Regions from separate parts of the Ovis aries genome. Here region 2 is linked to region 1. A link is a contact called in public Hi-C data. All regions are on one chromosome and are shown on one strand. Each heading gives the region's core, a stretch centred on a gene start, on an enhancer-like site or on the middle of the called end of the contact. The rest is flanking DNA. Distances are from core to core; before and after follow the strand shown. Region 1 has its middle 25 kb from the start of EPHA2. Region 2 holds the start of FAM131C (family with sequence similarity 131 member C).

Region 1 (6,714 bases), core at 1,881-4,380:
CTCCTGCACCTGAATCGCCAGGAAGCAGCCTCCAAATTCAGACTCCTGGGCTCTGCCTCAGGTCCACTGACTCAGGGCATGGGGCCCAGGACTCTGCGTCTTGGTCAAGGTCCTTGGGTGATTCTGAGGCACTAGAGTTCAAGTTTGAGGCCTACCGCCCTGCTTACTCAAGACTCCCAGGTCGGGCTTCCCTGGTGGCCCAGTGGTGAAGAATCCGCCTGCCAACGCAGGGGACGCAGGTTCGATCCCTGGACCAGGAAGCTTCCACAGGCCACGGAGCAGCTAAGCCTGTGAACTGCAACTGCTGCGCCCAGGCTCCACAGCCACTGAAGCCTGTGCACCTAGAACGCGCTCCACAACAAGAGAGGCCACAAGCCCGCGCACCGCAGCTGGAGAAAAGCCCACGCGTCCGCGAAGACCCAGCGCAGCCAGAAGCAAATAAGAAAGAAAAGACTCCCAGGTATGTTGTTGTTTGGCAGAAACCAACACAGTAACTGTAAAGCAATTATCCTTCAATTAAAAATCAATAAATTAAAAAAAGACTCTCAGGTGGGGGGACTTCCCTGGCGGTCCAGTGGTTGGAGGTCTGCCTTGCGATTCAAAAGACAGAGGGTCGATCTCTGACTGGAGAACCAAGATCCCACGTGTCGTGGGGCAGCCAAGCCCGAACTCCACAGTCTGTGCCACACTTGAGACCCCATGCAGCCGAGGAATTATTATTATTATTTTTTTAAGAAGAGCCCCAGTTGAGGAGAGTTTGAATTAGGTCTGACCTGTGCTGGGCGCCCGGGCTGGGACCAAGCCTGCCCCGCTTGGCTCCCCCAGCCTCAAAGACAACTAGTCCTGACCTCCAGCCTGTGAGTCCCTGAAGAGCACAAAGCTTTGCCCTCCATCCGCTCTGCAGAGGAGCTGGTTAGGGCTCCCGACCTCCCTGTGTTCCACCCCAGTCTCCGGGCTCCCGGCTCCCAGGCTCAGGTCCTGGCAGGTGGGCCGCAGGAGGGACAGGCTTGGCCCAGCGCCCTGGCGCAGACCAGCCTGGTCAAGCAAGGGGAGGAAGGAAGCAAAGCCAGGGAGGGCCAGTGGGGACCAGGAGGGAGGTGACGCAGGCCCCAGGAATTCGAAAGCAAAAAGGGAGAGGCTGCTGCCGGTGCTGAGCTAGGGCGGGCCCAGTGCCCTCCCGGGGCATGGGAGAAGCCCAGCCCTGCTGACCGGGGCCCCCAGCTAGAGCCAGCACCGGGACTTTCCACTCAACAGCAGGATGGGAAGGTCTTTGTGTGGGGGGTGGGGAGGGGTGCCTAGACACTGGAGCATCCTGGCTCGAAGGAGGAGAGGAAGTAGCAGGGAGCAGGGCCCTGGCAGTTCCCGGGAGGAGGCCCGGCAGCAACAGGGTCAAGCTTCTGCTGAGCACCCACAGTATCCCAAGAGCTCAGAGACAAAAGCACTGCCCAGCGGAAGAGGGAAGCAAGCAGAGGGGGAGACAACGCTGAGGGAGGGCTCCCCAGCAGCCCAGTGGTTAAGACTCCGCACTTCCTCTGTAGGGGGCACAGGTTCGATCTCTGGTCAGGGAACTAAGATCTGGCGTCCCGTGTGGCACGGCCAAAAGAGGGGAACTCCAAGAGCCTGGGCACTCTGCAGAGGAAATCAGAAAAGGCTTCCTGGAGGAGGTGGCACCTGAGCTGAGCCCCAAAGGACAAAATTTGCCAGGGCAGAATAAGATCAGTACGCTCACCCAGCGCTAGCGCTGAGTGAACGGATGACCAAGCGACCAGCAGACGTGTGGAATGAATGAAAGAATGACCTCCCCAATAACGTCAAGTCTGAAGCCTCCGGGACCAGACTGCAAAACCCAGCCTCGCACCACCCAGCTGTGGACTCTCTTCCTAGTCCTGGGGCTGTGCTCCCACTTGGTACCCAAAGGTTCCGGAGCCAGCCTGCACGCATTCAAGTCCCAGGTCAGTCACTTACTAGCTGCAGGACGTGGGGTAAGTTACTTAATTTCTCTGTGCCTTGGTGAAGTGGAGGCAATAATTCAGCTTACCTCTGGGGAAGCCTGAGTGAGTTCAGACAAGGGAAGGGCTTAGCACCATATTAGGCCTGCAGTGAGAGCGGTGTGAGTGTTTGCTAATGTCGCTCGGGCACTAGCTTACCCATCAGTTCACTCACTCACTTATCCATTCACTGATTCACGCTTTACTCAACCCACCACTTACTTCCCACTCCGCCCTCTTCACTGGTCACTGGTTGAGCAATCCCAGCTCCCAGGCCCCCTCCCCCGCTTCCCAGCTCCCCTTGCCAGTCCCAGACGGTGCCCACCACGTTGCTAATTACATGACAATTTCATTAATTCCTCTGAAGCCCCAAACACACAAGAAGCCGCTGTCTGGAGCAGGGGTGACGAGCTACCACGTGGAGCAGGATGTGGGCACTGAGCTGCAGCGGGGCTCCTTGGCCAGGGGCCGCCACCCAGAGCTGCCCCGGAGAGGGGAGGGCCAGGCCTCCCCCGACGCCCACCTCAGGCAGCCTTGCCAGTCCCCCTCTTGGACAGGCCGGATTCTTTCAAGTCCTGACCTCACCCAGACGGTGGCCCCTGGCAGTGCCCACTTCCTACCACACCTGGCTCCCCTAATGCCAGGAGCCCAGAGCCGGCCAGTGTAGGAGACGGAAGCTCGGACCCATTTCCCTAGTGAACCATGGCGCTGTGTGATGAGTATTACGACTATGTGCTGATCAGGTGGGCCCTCTGCAAAGGGCCCACTGCTTCCTTCTTCCCCACAGGCCCTGGGAGAACAGGTCACGCGGGGGGAGAGCATGTAAGAACCATTTCCTGAGCACCTCCCACCCGCCGGCACCTCAGGCCCCTGCCTTTCCTTTGAACAGCAAGGCCCAGTAGGGTGACAACTTGCCTGTCAACAATGAGGAAACAGGCTCAGAGAGGGAAAGGGGCTTGCCCAAGGCCACGGAGCAGGTCTGGGTGGTCCGGAAATTCAAACCACAAGTCTCCTGAACCCTGCTTCTGCTCCAGTGTGAGCAAGTCTGGCATCTGGGAAATCGGAGCCAGGCTGCTGTGGGGCTTGAGGTGCCCTTTGGGCCAGAGGCCAGGCAGGAGAGCACAGGGCTGGCAACCAGGCGGGAACAATGGCACGGGGCGGGTAACGGGAAGCTGGCCAGGCCCGGGGCTCCTGGGCAGGCCCTGCTGGGCCCTTGAAGCAGCAGACTCATCCTGCGGAGCTGCAAGGTGACACCAGCCTCGAGCCGCCGACTCAGCGATCGCATCGGCCTTTTCCTGGAAACCAGCAGCTGCGGCGGGATGTCTGGGAGGACGCACCTGTTTGGGGAAAGGGTGTGCGCGCCACTGCCCTGCCCTGTGCTCCTCCCAGCCCGCCGCCGTTGCCGCACTTCCGGGAGCTCCGCCTACCAGCTGGGACCCCAAACCCTCTGGACCCAGCAGCCAGAGTGGCTGCAGGACTGACTCTAGGGGCCGTTGGTGACCAGTGCCACCCAGCACTGGTCTGCCAAGCAACACAGCCTCCAGGGCGCCTCTGCCCCAGCCTTCCGCGAAGCCTCGCGCTGCCCCACCCTGCAGGCGGCTGCCAGTCCTGTTTGTTGGCCACTGATGCCGTGCTGCTGGGGTCACAGCTGGAGGGGCATCAAAGTCAGGTTTGAGGCATCCCACCACCCACTGGGCACAAGGCTTCACCCGCAGTCACGAAGAGGGGCCAGGAGGGACTTGCGGGGTGGTCCAGGGGTTGAGAAGCCACCTTCCAATGCAGAAGACTCGGGTTCCATCCCTGGTCGGGGAACTGAGTCCCACCTGGCCTGGCGCAGCTGAGCCCACATGCCAGTGAAGGATCCCGCTGCCAACTCAGACCTGAGACGGCCAAACAAATACACATTTCAATAAAAGAAGCGAGGTCAAGAGCACCCCAGCCCCCAGGCCAAAGGAGGAGAGCTGGGGCCCAGCAGGCAGTCCTGGCACTTGTCACCACCAGGAGGGGAAGAGGATCGGGGCACGCTGCTGCAGAGGGCAGCGTCCCACAGCAGGCAGAGCGTGAGCCCGGGGGGAGAGCGGGGCGCAGCCAGGCAGCGGGGCTGACGCCTGGCCGCAGGGCAGAGAGGGCCCGCAGGCGCCTCGGTACGTCCGTCTCCTCTCTAAGAGGGGGCGCTCCCGTTCAGAAGGGGCCTGCTGGTGGCCGATGACCGCCGGCTCCGTGCGGGGCGCTGACTGGGAGCGGGCAGGCGGGCGGGCAGTTTCTGGAAGGCACCCGCGTGGCTCGCGGTGCCTGCTTCAGGTCGCTGAACGCGGAGCCAGGAGGAGGCGGAGCGCCAGGCCACGCGGGCCCCGGCCCCCCGTGGGCGCTGGCTCCCATCCCAGTCTGCCCCTCACAGAGCCGCTGTGAGGACCACGGCGGCTGGTGGATGAGCATGGGCCCCCTGAGCGGGGCATCGCTGCAGAGCCGGTAGGAAGTGGCTGTCACAGCGGAAGGCTTCAGGGAGCAGGCCCGAGGTCAGGTGGGCCTGTGTCCAAAGAGGCTCTGCCTCTTATTTGCTGTGTGACCTCAGGCAAGTTGCTTCTTCTCTCCGAGCCTCTGTCGCCTCCTTTGAAAAATGTCAAAGGTATATACAGAACCTGCCCAGAAGGTTGTTCCAGGGGGTAATTAAGGAGGTTGTTCAGGGGGTAATCGATGCTGATGAAGTGGTGTGATCTGGGCTCCCTGGGTGGTGCTGGCGGAACCCGACTGTGAATGCTGGAGACGTGGGTTCAACCCCTGGGTCGGGAAGATCCCCTGGAGGAGAGCGTGGGAATCTTCTCCAGTATTCTTGCCTGGAGACTCTCGTGGGCCGAGGAGCCTGCTGGGCTACAGTCCATGGGGTCACAAAGAGTCGGACGCAAAGAAGCAACCTAGCGGCATGCATGCATGGTGGAGACTTTAACGTGCCATTGTGCAGCCGAGACCTTGGTGTAAAGACTTGGACATCCCAGGGCCAAGGCCCGCTCTCCAGGTCCTCTGGGGATAAGCATCTTTCAGTCTTAGGAACACTCCCTTCCCCTTCAGTCCACCTTCGGGCAGTCTCAGAAGGAAGGGGCTCTGGGCCCAGCTTGGACACCCCCCACGTACGTGTATTCAGTAAGCCTTAAGCACTCCTGAGAGCTCGGCCCGCGCTGGGACCCCTGAAGTCTTCAGGAGCTGACGGTCCAAAGGGAGCCCTGCGAGGCCGATGCCCTGGGTTCCGGGGCTTCTGGGGAGGGCCAGGGCTCCGGCCCCGGCCCTGGTCGGCAGGTGGAGGGTGCGGGAGGGTCAGCACCCGGAGGAGGTGCCGCGGCCAGCCGCCGTCCCGCTGCCAGATTTCTCCTCTCCGAGCCGAGTCAGGACTGGGCGGGCGCTCCGACTTCCCAAAGGCTGTGCCCGCCGGTGCCCCTGCCGGCCGCTGCCCTGGGCCCGCCCCCCCAACACACAGCCAGGCGTCGGGGGCTCAAGCCGGGACCCGAGCTGGAAGGAGCGCCACCCTCAGGACCCCCGGGCTCTGCTGCCCTCTAGTGGCAGGACCAGAAGCTGCTGCTCCCACCGGAGGAAACGAATGAACCGCAATTACTTTAAAAAATAATATGATGACGATATTCATCCTTCACAGTCTGTAAAATGCCTTCTCAGCCAGTTATAGGCTGCAGGGGGAAGTGCAGGATACCGGACTGAAATCATATGGGATTTAAGCCTTGAGTCAGGTTCCAGCTGGTTATGTGACTTCAGACAATTTGCGTCACCTCTATGAGCCTCAGGCTCCTCATCTGTAAAATGGGCGACAAAATAGGGTGGTTGTGGGAATTTCCTGGCAGGCTAGTGGTTAGGGCTGCGTGCTCTCATGGTCGAGGGCCCGGGTTCTCAGGACACGGTCAAAAAGATAATAATAATAATAATAGAGTTGTTGTAAGGATTAAAAGACCTTAGGCCTGGGGCATAGTTTGCATTGAAAACAAAAGCACCATAATTGTTGTCATAATAACCCTTGCCCAGTCTGCCACATATCCTGATATATCATAATACTTTCTGTAAAGCCCCTTTTCAGAGTGCCACCGCCTTTAATCTGCATTATCGTTCCAGTTTAACGGAGGAGGGAACTAGCACTCAGAAAGGGGAAGAAACCTGCCTAGAGCATCACGGCTTCTAAGTGGTGCAACAGGACCCAAGTCGGTCTGCTGACTCCAGCTACAGGGCTCACCTCCCCACACCCTGCTTTGGAAACTCGAAAACACCTTAAAATTCCCCTTATCACCATATTTAAATAAACAGGCACAGCCTCTGCCCCCTTCAGCCTCTTTCTGCACCTTCTCCCACACCCGCACCAGCATCTAGAAGGCCAGAGCTAACAGCTGATCCCCTCCGCTCCTTCCTGACCAGATCCCCGGCCCTAAGCATGGCTCCCAGAGGTCACCCTGCCTGTACTCCTGCACCCCACCCAGGCTGGTGACTGCTCGTCCTGTTCTTCACGCTGCTCAAGGGAGGAGATTCCATAACTTCACTTCCTCCACCCGCCCAGGTGTTTGTTACAGTTCCCACAGTTGGGAAGTTCTACCTTATGTCTAACCAGAGTCCCTCCAGCTGCAGTTTCAGCCCCTTTCCTCTTGTTCTTTCTCCCAGGAGTATCAGAAATATACTCTTAGCAGGACATCGGAAACCCGGAGAGAAGGACCCTGGAGTGGGAAAGGGTCACTCCAGG
Region 2 (6,889 bases), core at 2,597-5,096, 96 kb before region 1:
TGGCTAAATTCCCATCTGGAGCGTGGGTGCTCGCCAAGTCTACTCATTTGCCCCGGTTTTCAAGCCCACGCGAGAAGGAGCCCAAGGAGGGGCACCTTCCGATATTCAAGTGGCACCGGTGGCCCAATGTAGATGGTGCAAATTCCTTGTCTTGAATTTTATTGGTATCCCACGTAAACCGAGTTATTCAGCCTCTTTTTCTCTCCTACTATTTTCCGGCCGAATTTCCATCTGGTGTATGGGTACCCACAAAGCCTGCTAATTTTGTCTGGGCTTCTAAGATCAGACCAGGTGGGCCTCAGTGCCTCCTCTCCTTCGGGAGAACGGGAAGACGCCTGCGGCCTACGTAGGTGGTGATTGGTATTCCATATAAACCAAGTTATTCGGCCTCTTTTTCTCTGCTAATTTTCTAATCCCTCTCTATCTGTAATTAAATAAGTTTTTTCCAAGGACGCCGACTCCGACCCCACCTTCAAATCACCCTGGATCCACCGGGGCTGGACCCCGGCACCAGTGGGGTCCCGAGAAAGCAACAGGCAGGCGTTCTGTGCTCAGGCTCCAAGATCAGGCAGTCCTGGATTCATATCCTACCTCTCTGGGTCCTGCCTGTGTGACCTCAGCCAAGACCCTACCCATCTCTGAGCCCTACGCCCCCCTTCCGGGGTTGAATGGGGTCTAACAAGGTCAGGAGAGTGATGCCTCAGCCAGCTCAGGATAAGCACTCAAGACAACACGAAGCAGCTCTGAGGAAAGGCATTTGGTGCCTCCATCTGGGCCCAATCACTTTCCCCACGTCCTCAACCCCTCAGTGTGTCTTTTCCTGCAAGGCTGGATGGTGCTCAAAGCCCCTGTAGCTTCCCCTTTCCCAGCCAAGAGGGTCTGGATTAGCTTCTGCACAGAAGGATACTAACAAAAATTAAAAACTAAAGTGCCAGCTAACACTTAAAGGGCTTGCTACATGCCAGGTAGTGGTCTGAGTGCTCTATAGGAAGTCATTTAATCCCCTCCTAGTATCCCTGGTGGTTCAGCTGGTAAAGAAGCCTCCTGTAATGCAGGAGACCTGGGTTCGATCCCTGGGTTGGGAAGGTCACTGGAGAAGGGAATGGCAACCCACTCCAGTGTTCTTGCCTGGAGAATTCCATAGACTGGAGAGCCTGGCGGGCTACAGTCCATGAGGTCGCAAAGAGCTGGACACGACGGAGCGACTATCACTTTCACTTCCAGTACCCCTAAGACATCCATGGAAGTGCCATTCCCATTTTAGAGATGAGAACACTGAGATACATGCACAGGGTTAAGTAACTTGCCGCGGGGGCAGAGCAGGCCGGCCGGCTCCAGAGTTCGCACTCCTACCCTCTCAGGGCTGGCTCGAGGGGGCTAACTGCTGCCCAGGGCTGGGTGGGGTGGCTCTCCCAGCTGTGGCCCGAAGCCTGGGCTTTGGCTGGGCGGCTGCAGTCGCCTGCAGGCCCTGGGTGGCTGTGGGCAGCAGAAGGATGCGGCTTCGCCCGGCTTCGGGCTGCAAGTTTGGCACGTGGAGTGCGGGGGCTGCTGTGGAGGCTCCCGGGCGTCCCAGGTGGCGCCAGTGGTAAAGAGCCCGCCTGCCAATGCAGGAGACATTAAGAGACGCAGGTTCAATTCCTGGGTTGGAGGAGGGCATGGCTGCTCACTCCAGTGTTCGTGCCTGGAGAATCCCGTGGACAGAGGAGCCTGGAGGGCTACAGCCCATAGGGTTGCACAGAGTCAGACACGACTGAGTGACTCAGCACGTGGAGACTCAGAGGCTCTTGGAATCCAGAGGCCGGGGGCTGGAAGGAGCAGGCCAGGCCAGCCCTGGGTCCAACGGCCGGCTGTGTGGCACAGAGAACAAGGGCACGGGTGCCGAAGCCAGCATGACCGCGTCCAAGGCTCGCTTCTGCTCTTTCTTAACCACGCAGCCCCAGACTGTTTCCCTGCCTGTAAAATGCGGGCTGTGCTAGTACAGACCCCAGACTGGCGAGTGGAGCCTGGAACGTTCCCACCAGCCCCTGGTGAGCCGCGCGCACTCTGGGAGGAGCAGGGACAGCTAGGGGGGCAGGTGGCCTCCACTCAGGGGTTCAGACCCCCCGAGCCAGAGCAATGGGACGATGGGTGTCCTCGGCTCAAGGGGAGCTCACGCTTCCTGTACCTGCATCCAACTTGCCTGCGGGCATGTTGGCACTGGGAGTGGGCAGACCCCGTCAGGAGGGCACAAGGTCAGGATATACAACGAGGAGCCCAAACCACAGCAGGAAGGGCGCAGACCTCCGGGTGCCCCCAGAGGGCACGGCAGAGGGTCCACCAGCTACGGGGGCGTCAGAGGACCCGAGCCCCTGCCCCAGCCCTGACAGCACCGCCCTGGTCTGTGGCTAACGGGCAAGTCTCCTGGGGCCGGGCCTCTGGCGCCTGGCACAGGACGGCCGGGTGCGCAGGAGGGCCAAAGGAAAGGGGACCCCGGGACCCCAATACCAGGGGCCTGCACAGCCTTCCGGGCTTCTGCAGACACACCAAGAGCCTGCTGGCTCTAAAGAAACTTAGGTACTCTCCACTCTACATAGTACCTTCCCCTCTGGCCAGGCTGGAGGCCCAGAGCAGACCCTATGCTGGGCTCACCGGCTCTAGGCACGCAGTGTGTACACAGTGGCTGGCACACAGTAGGGGTCAGGCTGACGTCAGCTTCATGAATGAATGAAAGAACCTCACACAGCCCAGCCCCCACGCACGATCCCACCCTCCTGAGACATCCTGAGCCACTTACCTGAACCCTGGGGGCCTGGTGAGCAGAGCCCCCAGGCAGAGCCCTTTACCCCCCCCCCCAACCCTCATCTCCCAGGGCGGGTCCCCTGGAGCCTGCCTAGCCCCTACCCAGGCCTGGTTACCCCTCCACACCTGAGGAAGGGCTGGGGTGCAGGATGCGGCGGTGGCCCCCCAAGGCTGTGCCTGGGGTCAGTGGGTTTGGCTTCATACCGCAGAGTGGGAGCCAGGGTCTGTCCGCCCTCACCTCAGCCCTGCTGCTCCCGCTGCGGGGTGAAGGGACCCGGCGCAGCCTCCAACACCTGCCCACCCCTTCCCTGCCCACCCCACCGCCCCCCAGAGCGGCTCCCGGGGCTCCCTGCTCCACCCCGGGGACAGCCAGGGGTCAGGCACCAGCAGGCAGCAGAGAGCCGGGCGGAGACACAGGCCGCGGCTTCCCGGGCCGGCCGCCTGTCCCCGCCTGTCCCCGCACCAGGCTGGCGGGGTGAGGCGCCGGCAGGAGGGGCCGGGGTCTTCTTTAGACCCTGTTCCTCCCGCTAACGCCTGCCGCGGGTGTTCAGTCTGAAGACAGGGAGTGGGGTACGCGGACAGCGGTGGGCCCTGTGTCTCGGGCGGGGGGGGGGGGTCGTGGGAACGAGGGTCGGCTTGCGCCGCGAGTGCCCCGAGTCACTCCGGAGAGGCCGGGGGCGCCAGACGCTCCGTGTCCCCCGCCCCAGGCAGGGGTGTGCGGCCGCCGGGAAGGGAGAGACCCGGCTCCCGCCGCCTGCTGGGGTGCAGATGCAGGCGGGGCCCCGCGTCTCCCAGGGCGCCGGTGGGGTGCAGCCGCCGGGAAGGGCGGGTGGGTCCCCCCGCCCCCGCCCAGGCTCCTCGGAGCGGCCGAGGGACTGCGCGCGACCCGGCGCGGGGCCCCTTCCCCCGGCACGGCCCGGGCCCCCTCACCTCGCGACACGCAGGAGCCCATCACGCGGCCACGGGGCCGGGCCGCCGGGCGCTCATGTCTCCGCGGGCGCGGGGCCCACGCGCGGCGCCGGCGCGGACGAGCGGGGAGGGCTCGGGCCCGCGGCTCCCGCCGCCGCCCGGGCGTCCGGCTCGCGCCGCCCGCTAGCCTGGCACCGCCTCGCCGCGGTCAGCGCGGGGGGGCCGAGCCCCGGCGGCCCGCGCACCTGTGGCCGCGCGGCGGGGGCGGCGCTGAGCGCGGAGGCGAAGCTGGCGGCGGGGACCCCGCGGCGCGGGGCGAAGGGCAGGGACGGGCGGCGGGGGCGGGGGGGCTCCAGCATCCGGCCAGCCGGGCGCAGCGCACGGCCGGCGGTGAACCGCTTTGCAGGGAAGAAACGGAGGGGTCACGGGCCTTGCCCAGGGCTCCTGCGAGCCCGTCAGCCCCCCACTGGGGGTCGATGGGCCAGGGCCGGGGATGTAGCCGGTGGGGACGGTGAGCCGGTAGGTAGGTCAGGGTCAGGGCCTGCGGTCCCCTCGGGCGCCTGAGGGCGGGTGACCGGGGCCCCTCTAATCACTCACACTCACCCTCTCACATGCCCACCCGTGAGTGCACGTACGCACAGTTGCACGTGTGAACATATGCTTCACCCACACGCTCACCACCGCACACACCCACATTCACACACACTCGCATTCACACACACCCGCATTCACACACACTCGCATTCACACACACCCGCATTCACACACACATTCACACACACCCGCATTCACACACACTCGCATTCACACACACTCGCATTCACACACACCCGCATTCACACACACTCGCATTCACGCGCAGTCGCATTCACACACACTCGCATTCACACCCGCATTCACACGCACATTCACACGCACCCCATTCACACACACTCACATTCACACGCACCCGCATTCACACACACATTCACACGCACCCGCATTCACACACACATTCACACACACCCGCATTCACACGCACTCGCATTCACACACACCCGCATTCACACGCACTCGCATTCACACCCGCATTCACACGCAGTCGCATTCACACCCGCATTCACACGCACTCGCATTCACACACACCTGCATTCACACGCCGTCGTGCTCAGACACCCCAGCGCCCCAGCCAGCGGCCCAGCACAGCCCTCAGGCACCGAGCGCTCACTTTCGCCTCCTTCCGCCTCGCTCCATCCTGACACCTCCGTGTGTGCCAGGCAGGCTGGATGGCACGGTGCCCCTTTTACAAGTAAGCAAGCCAGGTTCCCTGGTGCCCGCCCAGCAGGGTGCTGACGGATGAAGGCGGCTGGGGTGGCCGTGTGGTGGGGCTTGGGGCCTCCAGCCGGGCAGGATCCAGGCCTGGTGGCTGCCGGTGTGGGGTGGGCTGCTGGGGTGGGCGCTGCTGCCCCTTCTTTCCTCAGGCCTGGCGCCTTCTCCGGAGAAAAGTCCTGGTGGGGAGAGACCCCGGCCAGGGGTGTCCACCGCTGGTGAGAACGTGGGCTCAGCTCACACCCGCTGTGCAACCTGGAACAAGTTGCTTCCCTTCTCTGAGCCTCTCACGGGATAGCTGTAAGGATCCGTGAGATAATCTGTGCAAAGTGACTGAGCCGTAGTAGGTGCTTAGAGCTAAAAATAGCAGTGATGGTGAACGCAGGTGTGCGGCATTTCCTCACGCAGCGGGAATGCTGAGGACACTCCGTTCAGCGGCCGCATGCAAAGCGCCTAGGAGGTGCCAGCATGCCCATGACAGACACGCTGGTCCTGGAGCGCAGCGCAGCCCTCGGACTGGGCTGCTCCAGGCCGCCATGCCCTGCCCGCCTCAAACCCCCAGCCCCTCCCCACCAAGCCTGCTCTAGAGGGGAGCTCTGACCTCGCCCGTCCGCCTGCAGCCCAGGGAGGGGAGCCGGGGTCCTTTCTCTTCCTCCCAGCACTGGGCACCTGGCTCCGGCTGGAGGGAGCACTGTGACTCACCCGGACACAGGATGCTGGGTCACAGCCACGGAGGCTCCCCGCTGGCGGCCCGGCCGCTCTGGGGGTAGTGGGGGTGCCAGGCTCACGGGGAGCTGAGGGTGCCTGGGGAGCCCACGGCACCCCTTCAGCCTGAGACAGAGGCCCATGGGGACGCTGGGCAGTGTGCCACCCCAGGTCACTTCCTCCCCAGCCAGAGACAGTCCAGGGTGGGGCTCTGGCCAGCCCGGGCCTCAGCATTCACGCTGGTCAGCTCTCCACTGCCTGCTGCTCTCCTTGTCCAGATGGGCACTCAGAGAGGGGCAGGGGCCTGCCCAAGGTCACACAGCCAGCTGACGTCCGAGTGAGGACTGGAACACAGGCCTGCTGCCTGTCAGCCCAGCCCCGGCCCTCGGCTGAGACTGGGCCTCAGGGGGGTGGGCTGCCCCCCCCCCCCCAGCACACCCACATTCACCTTCCCAGTCCTTGGAATTCTGCTGAAGCGGACGATTCCCCGAGAGCGCCGAGACGTGTGGCTGTCCTTCCCTGGGGCCAGGCTGTCCTTTTCCATCTCAGCCCAGAGCCCATCTGCCTGGTGACCTTCCACCCCCCCCCCCCGCCCCCAGCCGTGCATGGGGGAGGGGGGCTCCTGGTGGGGGAGGAGCCAGAGGAGAGTGCCGACTGTGCTCTCACAACATGGTTTGGGGGGGTCCAGCCAGCACCCCCTCCGCGTGGCCTGCCCCGCTGCTCCTGGTGGACAATGAACGTCCACCATGCCGAGTGCCTGGCCCCAGGCTGGGCGCTGGAGCGTGGAGAGGAGACGCTGCGGGGTTTGATGGGAGAGAGGTCAAGGTCAACCAGCGGGGGGTTAGAGATGACTCAGACTCGGTCCCCGCCCAGTCCCAGGAGGCGGCACAGCGCAGTGCAGGGAGCGCAGTGCAGGGAGCGCAGTGCAGGGAGCCACATGCACAAGTAACTCTGGTCAGCGTGGCCAGCGGGGCGCCCCCACACCAGCCACGGGTGGTCGGGGGAGAGCTGCTTCTGCCAAGGGTCAGAAGGATGGGTGTCAAGGCGAGGGTGAGCCCACAGTGGAAGTTTGAAGGTTAAGAGGGATGTTGGCATGCAGAGATGAAGGAGGGCTCTATGTCCACAAAGACTCGGAGGCAGGGTGCTGACGGGCCCAGGGGGACTGGCATCTATGACACCCAGGGTCCAG

What was found. Hi-C and Micro-C count contacts between places; a contact is called where the count stands out from the background.
Region 2: a contact with region 1 is called in a Hi-C map of mixed tissues, with 5 times the contacts expected there. The contact joins the promoter of FAM131C here to the enhancer-like site in region 1. A contact is called at or near these places in 12 of 16 Hi-C or Micro-C datasets (blood, hypothalamus, liver and 6 more).

The regions. Positions count from the first base shown.
Region 1 is chr2:249,611,322-249,618,035 of ARS-UI_Ramb_v3.0, reverse strand. No RefSeq gene overlaps it. Among named protein-coding and RNA genes, the nearest start is that of EPHA2, 25 kb to the left of the region's middle. Within about 2 kb of position 3,130, at least 10 of the 54 cell types and tissues checked have an H3K27ac peak or open chromatin away from gene starts, as enhancers often do.
Region 2 is chr2:249,707,535-249,714,423 of ARS-UI_Ramb_v3.0, reverse strand. It overlaps FAM131C (family with sequence similarity 131 member C), which reads right to left and starts at 3,846. Exons shown (of 7, transcript XM_027965693.3): 1 at 3,709-3,846. The coding sequence starts at 3,730.